2 separate regions of the Mus musculus genome follow, and region 1 is linked to region 2. Evidence: chromatin contacts called from public HiChIP or PLAC-seq data. All regions are on one chromosome and are shown on one strand. The core of a region is the stretch at or near the end of the contact, and the rest is flanking DNA. Distances in the headings are between cores, read along the strand shown. Region 1 has its middle 32 kb from the start of Fam50b. Region 2 overlaps Ripk1 (receptor (TNFRSF)-interacting serine-threonine kinase 1).

Region 1 (3,908 bases), core at 675-3,174, 730 kb after region 2:
TGGGAGTCTGACTGGCCTGCCTCAGGATGACTTGGGACAGTCTCTTGGAAGCTTCTCACCCTCTGTTTAAGGAGTGACTCCAGCCACAGGTTTTATAAGAAACAATTTTAAATATAGCCTTTGGTTTCCATTGTTTTGGTGTGAAGTTAACTCACAGGGACAGAGGCAATTCGCCCTACTGTGTTTGATGAGTCAGTTTCCTTCTGTACCTTTCACATTTTTTCCATTTATTGCCTGCTTCCATTTCACTACACTGTATTGTTCGTATCCCCATTTTAATTCTATTTAGAATTAATTGAGCTGCTCAGATATATAAATTAGTTCTTAGAAAGTTTGAAAATTTCAGCCATTACTTTTTTTTTTAAAGTGTAAGTAAGCTTTAAGAAGACCGTTTTAGAAATTACACTTTATTTATCTTGTGTACATATGCATGTGTGCATGTGTGCCATGCATGTGTGCATGTGTGCCATGCATGTGTGTATGTGTGCCATGGGAAACAGTGGGAGCCAGAGAACAACTTGTGAGAGTCGGTCCTATCCTTCCTCCACGTTGGTCCTGGAGAGCAAACTCAGGTTGTCAGACTTGGCAGCAGGCCATTAAACCTCTGAGCCACCTCATTGACCTTTAAGTCATTTTCGAAGTTAGCTTATGAAGTAATGAGTTTGGTTAAGCTACATCACCTTACTCAATCCTTGTGTATCTACTGTTCTTCCCTCCCGCCATTACCTCCTCTTGACTCCCTTTCTACCTTCCAGACAGAAACCCCTTCTTTGGCTACCACTTTGGTCGGTTTGTTTTATTTTACCATTTTGTGTGTATGGAATTTTACTGCACATGTGTCTGTGCATCCGGTGTGCAGCACCAGCACCTCTAGAAGCTAGAAGAGGACATCAGATCCTTGGGACTGAAGTTACACCAAGTTCTGAGCCACCATGTAGATCCTGGAGCTCAACCCAGTCCTGTGGAAGAACAGCTGGTGCTCTTAAGCACTGATCCATTAGCAATTCAAAGTGCACCCCTTCTCCTCACCCCCTTTTTAAAATTTGGTGAATTCTCTCTCTCTCTCTCTCTCTCTCTCTCTCTCTCTCTCTCTCTCTCTCTCTCTCTCTCTCCTTTTTTCCCCTTTATTCTGCCTTCTTTAGACAAGCTCTCACTAAGTAACATTAATTGACCTAGAACTCACTATATTGACTAGGCTAGCCTCAAATTCAAAGATCCACCTGCCTCTGTCTGTATTGAGGCAAAAGGTATATGCCACCATGCTGACCAGGCATTACTTCTTTGAACACATTCACTCTCTCACACACACACAATTTTTACTTATTTATTTGGGGACCAGGTTCACAAATGACTGAGTGGGCCTGTAGAGGTCAGAACACAACTTGTGGGGATCAGTTCTCTTTCCTGGGGTTTCGGGATAGGATCAAACTCAGGTTGTCAGGTTTTGCAGCCTATGCCCTCACCTTCTGAGCCATCTCACCCACCCCTAAACACTTTATTTTTTCTGCCTCACTCTTTCTTCTTTTTCTGGTATACTCAGTATGCGTGTATTGGCATATTTAACACTATTCATAATCCCATGATGCTCAGTTGATTATTTTTCCTCTTTGCATATTCTATCTTCACCTCTGCCTGTTTTTTTTATACCCAGTGAGTTTTTTTTTTCTTTGGATCTTATACTTCTGTTTGGCTCCCCTTTCCAGTCACTATTTATATTATCTCCCTCCTTCCCTTGGTCCTTCAGAAGTGGTCTCCTGTGGTTCTTTGAACATGGTTGTGGTAGTCACTTTGAAATCATTTTCTGTTAAACCCAACATCTGCGTACTTTATGGATCCTTTCTGCTGCCGGTGCTGGCCTGCACTGGCTTGCTCTTTTCCGTTTCTCCCTATGACTCATAGCTGCTGTTGAAAGCTGCACATTTCAGTCTGCAGGAGGCATCAGCTCTGGATCCCGACTTCCTGCCCTGGAGACTGCTGTTAGCTCATTGGCAAGTATTGTCCTTGTATTTTTGAAGTTCTTCAGCCTCTGCCCAACCCCCTAGGTTTTATTTTCAAGCCTAATTTCTTTTCTTTACTTTTTTGTTTGTTTGTTTGTTTGTTTGTTTTGTTTTGTTTTGTTTTGTTTTGTTGTTTTTCGAGACAGGGTTTCTCTGTATAGCCCTGGCTGTCCTGGAACTTACTTTGTAGACCAGGCTGGTTGGCCTCAATCTCAGAAATCCGCCTGCCTCTGCCTCCCGAGTGCTGGGATTAAAGGCGTGCACCACCACACCCGGCCTAATTTCTTATTATATCAACTGGTTAGTTATTGTTTTCCATCATGACCCAGGGTCATAAATTCCTCCACACTCTTATACAATTAAAGCAGAGCCTGGCCCAGGGTGGTGTATGGCCACTGTTGAGCCTAGCACAAAGGTGTCCCTCAACAGTTTACAATGTGGAAAAGGATGGAGATGACTCTTCTGCAGCTTTGCCACCTGCATCCTCCAAACTGAGCAGGAACTAGGTATGTGTGGCAGAAGGGACTAGTGCCATCACTAATGTGTGTGGTTCGATTCTCACAGCTGGGGACAGGACCATAACATTTTACTGCTGTGAGGAGACGCCATGACCCGAGCAACGCCTTAGAAAGGCAAACATTTCATTGGATCTGGCTTACAGTTTCAGAGGTTTAGCTTTAGTCCAACATCATCAAGGCAAGAAACACAGTGACACACAGGCAGACATGGTGCTGGAGAAGGAGCCGAGGCTGTGAGTTCCGCATCTTGATCTGAAGGCCATGCTAGGAGAAGACTCTTGCAAGCAGTTAGCAGGAGGGTATCAAAGCCCACCCTTCTACCCCACCCCTACACAGACACACTACCTCCAACAAGACCACACCTCCCAACAGTGCCACTCCCTACGGGCCAAGCGTATGCACCTCAGCCTGGCTGCCAAGTCTATCTGGAACAGTGCTTCCACTTCAGGTATGTTAGAGATGGGCGTGTCTGACTACAACCAAGCAGTCCTTCCACAAAGTACTGCGAAGAGAGAAAGAGGGGCTGTGTGTGGCAGCATCTTCGTCACGTCCCTTCTCTGTTGGGGTAGTAAATGAGCTCTGAGAACCGATCACCAACACTCATGGGCTGGCACTGTTGTGTACTCCTTATATCCTGTAAGGCTTGCACAGCGGGGAGCCGGGGGAGGTGGGACCCATCGGTCTGTCCCCACTCATTCGGCTCCCTCCATCAGCTCTCTGGCACAGAGCTATGTGCAGCGGCCTCCCTCCCACCACCGCCACCTCTATTTCTGCTGAGTAAGTGGCTCTCCATCTGCTGCGAGCACTTTGATGGCTCTTTAGAGAGTTCTACGGATTCGATTTTGCTAATTTTGATCAGTTTATAGATGTTTCTCTGTGGGGAGGATTTTTCTAAACTCTTCACACTGCCTTGTGCTTCTAGCCACCCCCCCCTTTTATTTAAATAGAAAAAAAAGGTCATATGTATGTGTTTGTGTGTGTGTGTGTGTGTGTTCTCAGAACTCATTATATGACACTGTTTATTTAAAAGAGGGCAGAGGCAAACTGATAGAGGGATTTTTCTCATATATATGGCACTTTAAATATCTCTGAAAAAAACATACAAGATTCTAGAAACCGTTGTTTTGCTCTAAGGGGAAGAAGAGTGCAGCTTGGAGACAGGAGTGTGAAAGACTCTTTCCACATTAGACCAGGTTGGGTCTTTGAACTGTGAGCCATACACCTGTGCTATCTGTTAAAATATAAAACACTTAAAATATAAACATTAATAAGAATTTAAGCTGAATCTAAAAAAAAAAAAAAAAACAAAAACAAAAAACCGGAGGAATGTCCTGTGTTGAAAGCCTCACTTCCATAAAGGAGACGGGAAACTTCAAGATAAACTGTGGATTAA
Region 2 (3,922 bases), core at 1,370-3,869:
TGGGATGCTAGCTATTGTTTTGAGTGATTCTGCTGTAAACATGGATATAGACATCTTTAGGCAGTCTGTCTCTGTGTCTCTTTATGTGCATGTATGTGTACATACCTAGAATGGAATTACTGAATCATGGTAATTCTATCTTTAATTTCTAAGATACTCAATACTGTAGTCCACATTGGTTATATGATTTTCATTGCTAACAATGTATAGATCATTCCCTTCATATTCCCACATTCTTGCCAACACTGATGTCTTTTGTTAATGGTTGTGAAGTCGAGAAGCCATATTATAAAGAAATGACTGTTAAGGATATCATAGGATAAGCAGTTGAACATCTATATTAAAGCCCCATACCTTTACATGCCATATATTTTCTCTTGCTTTCAATCCCATGCACTTACTTATATCTCTTTTTCTATTCAGATGACCTCATAAAATATACTATATTCAATAGTTCTGGTATTCAGATTGGAAACCACAATTATATGGATGTTGGACTGAATTCACAACCACCAAACAATACTTGCAAAGAAGAGTCGACTTCCAGACACCAAGCCATCTTTGGTAAAATTCTTAAGGATCAATGTTGGGCTGAATAGCTATGGTAGAATGCCTGCCTAGCATGCATGAAGCCTTGAACTCAGTTCCCAGCATTGAAGGGAATTTTTTTTAAGGGTGTAGTATCTTATGACTTGTAGTATCTTATGAATTGTCTCTTGACAATTTTTACTTCTTGAAGAGAACATGATAGAATCTTCTTTTAAGGTTCTCCCTGAGTTGTCCTATATTTCCTCCTTAATTTTTTTAGATTTATATACTATTTGTATGACTGTTTTGTCTTCATGTACTACATGCACGACTGGTGCCTACAAAGGTCAGAAGAGGGTGTCAGATCCTTTGGAACTGGAATTATGGATAGTTGTGAGCTCTGGGAATGTTGGAAACTGACCCAAGCAAGAACAAGTGCTCTTAACTGCTGAGCCATCTACTCCAGCCCCTACGCAGTAGTTTTTAATCTTTTGTAATCTATTTTTTTTTAAACAGGGAGAATTGCAGTATCTAATTGGTGGTGGTGCTATAAAGTTTAAACTAATCAGTGTGAGTTGAAAACATAGGGCACCGCCTGGGAGTGTTAAACCCATGTATCACCCATGATCCTGTTCAGACTTAAGGAAATAGCTCCCTTGGCTCTACAGCAAAGAGATTCTGTAAAGTGCAGGAGACCATGCCGTCCACAGCACTCTGTAATCAAAACAAGAGTGCTCAGAGGTGTCCACAGCACTCTGCCATGTGTGGTGATGTATGCCAATAATCCATCACTAGGGCAGTTAAAGTGGGAAGATGGTGAGTCCCAGGCCACCCTGGCTATAGCAAGACCCTGTCTCAGAAAGAAGCCAGAATTCAACTTTCTGATTTACATAGGGTTAGGCAAGGCTCTGCTGACCCTGAGGCCTCTCTGTAATTGGAGTACAGAAGCAGCCACAGGTAGTTTGCACAAAGATGAGGACAGATATGGATCCTGAAACTATTTACAAAAAGCAGAAGCCAGACTTGGCCCTTAGGCCACACCAATCCCTGTACTATTCCATTAGAGGAGTGGTCTTTAAAATGCCTGAGAGATGGGTTCTTAGCTTTTGAGGAACTGGAGTTACCTTTGTGACTCTACTGACACCCAGGGCTCCTGCAGACACTGGCAATTTACAGTTATCTTAGGAGGGTCTTAGTCTGCTGCCATAGTTGATGGACTCTGCACTACGGTACTGAAGAAGGAATGGAGCTGAGGGAGAAACAAGGTTCTGAGGTGGCATGAGAACAAAAGACTATTATGGTGACTTTGTCTTTTCTTCTCTCCCTTCTCTCCGTATCTGTCTATCTCTATCTCCCTGTCCACCACCACTACCAGTCTGAGTGTGTGTGTGTGTGTGTGTGTGTGTACACAGAGAGAGACATACCTATAGCCCTGGTACTTGTTCTGTATGTAGATCAGACTGGCCTTGAACTCACATAAATCCACCTGCCTCTGTCTCCCAAGTACTGGGATTAAAAGCATTCACCACAATACTGGGCCTTTTCTTATCTTCATGTGTTCCCTATATGTGTTATTTTTATGAACATCTAAGGTGATGAAGCTAATAGCAAGAGAAAGGCTGTGTATATATAAAATGAAGAGTCTTTGATTTATAAGACAAAAAAAAAAACCTTGAAAAGTTTATATTCTCATCCACTGAGAGATAAGGGAAGACATAGTAATTAAATGAAGGTTACACTTGGTCTCAGTGTCCTTGTTAAGAGGAAAGTGAGTGACGGGGGGGGGGGGGTTGGAGGGAGCAGAGCTGGAGCAAAAGGGAGAGGGAAGGGGGAAAAAGAGGAAAGTGAACTGTCTAGAAATGAGTGTCCTTGGACTTCACCCTGTGTAAGTTGACAGTTTTCCTGCCCCACCCCCACCCCATCACTGCCCATTATATCCAGTTAGTCTAACTAGAACAGGACTCAAGTGGGAGTTGAATAGAACAGCTAGCCATGTAGTAGGGCTTTTGTTCATGAAGCCATCAGTTAGGGCTCAGGAAGCTACACATCTGCCGAGGAGGAAACAGCAGCCTATTTTAACTCTATATAAAGACTCCTGAGTGGCTGTGGTTAGGTCAAGTATTGCCCAACAAGTCAATAACAGCTAAGTTAGCACCAGGCATAGTGGTGCACACTATAATCCAAGTCCCAGAGAGACAAAGGGGCTACAGTGCAAGATTGTCTCGAAACAAAACAATTTCTCTCTATGTCTCTTCATATTCTTTACTTTCCTGGGCCTTTTCAGCAAAACCAGACACTAGACTGGTCAGATGGGCTGCAGCCTGATGTTTCTTCTCTTTTCCATTTAACAGATAACACCACTAGTCTGACTGATGAACACCTGAACCCTATCAGGGAAAACCTGGGAAGGCAGTGGAAAAACTGTGCCCGCAAGCTGGGCTTCACTGAGTCTCAGATCGATGAAATCGACCATGACTATGAAAGAGATGGACTGAAAGAGAAAGTTTACCAAATGCTTCAGAAGTGGCTGATGCGGGAAGGCACCAAAGGGGCCACAGTGGGAAAGTTGGCCCAGGCACTTCACCAATGTTGCAGGATAGACCTGCTGAACCACTTGATTCGTGCCAGCCAGAGCTAAGCCTGGGCAGGCTCTGGCAGTGGGAAGCAAACTATTTGTCTGGTGCACAAACCCCGTTTGCCCACTAGCCTTCAGAACTCTATCTCAGCATGAGCTCTGCATTTGAGCACACAGGGTCATGCAGTTTGGAACTGGTGGATGGGAAGAGAAATCTGAAGCCCACAGTGATTCTTCAGAACATGCAAGCATAAAGACCGCTGAATGAATGGTCGGTCCATGACCAGTAGGAGGAAAAAAATTAAAAATACAGTGTATTGAGTTTTCAAAGGGAGAGAAGATGTTGGGGGAAGGTGGCCTTCGTTCAGCTTGTGTCATAGTCATCACTTAGGTTATTTGCTCAGTTTCCTGTGGTTTCATTGGGTAAGGGGAAAACAAACAAAAAACATTCAAAGAATGTAAAATCAGCTAGCTTCCCGCTTCATGGACTGTGAGTCAGAAAAGTTCTGCTCAAATGCCTTCTATGAGCCACGGCTCTTCTAAAAACTATAGGATCTGTTAACTTGAGCATCCAATGCTGTACTGTCACCTTAAGCTTTAAGAATCATGTGTAATTCTAGTCTATCAAATTATCAATTAGTGAGAGATTTTTAAGGAGTGCTAAGGAGAAAAAGGTGCAGGGCAGAGAGAGATCTTCAGGTACTGGCTGTCATTGCAGCTCAGGTACTGGCTGTCATTGCAGAGCTGCTGCTGGTTCTGGCTGCTGTAAAAAGTCTACTTTTAAGTTTCTAAAGTTTCTCTACCATTCTGGCGCTTCAT

Evidence for each region. HiChIP or PLAC-seq counts read pairs in DNA pulled down with a chosen protein or histone mark.
Region 1: a FOXA1 HiChIP or PLAC-seq map of pancreatic cancer cells shows a contact between it and region 2. The contact joins two enhancer-like sites. A contact is called at or near these places in 3 of 39 promoter capture datasets (the 3T3-L1 cell line and pre-B cells), 1 of 115 datasets of contacts at active chromatin or transcription factors (pancreatic cancer cells) and 1 of 9 other capture datasets (liver).

Annotation. Positions count from the first base shown.
Region 1 is chr13:34,764,862-34,768,769 of GRCm38.p6, forward strand. No RefSeq gene overlaps it. Among named protein-coding and RNA genes, the nearest start is that of Fam50b, 32 kb to the left of the region's middle. Within about 2 kb of position 1,925, at least 41 of the 459 cell types and tissues checked have an H3K27ac peak or open chromatin away from gene starts, as enhancers often do. A contact at or near this core is called in pancreatic cancer cells, where this site is marked.
Region 2 is chr13:34,029,617-34,033,538 of GRCm38.p6, forward strand. Ripk1 (receptor (TNFRSF)-interacting serine-threonine kinase 1) reads left to right here. Exons shown (of 11, transcript NM_001359997.1): 10 at 424-564; 11 at 2,880-3,922. The coding sequence ends at 3,166. Among named protein-coding and RNA genes, the nearest start is that of Bphl, 6.1 kb to the right of the region's middle. Within about 2 kb of position 2,620, at least 26 of the 459 cell types and tissues checked have an H3K27ac peak or open chromatin away from gene starts, as enhancers often do. A contact at or near this core is called in pancreatic cancer cells, where this site is marked.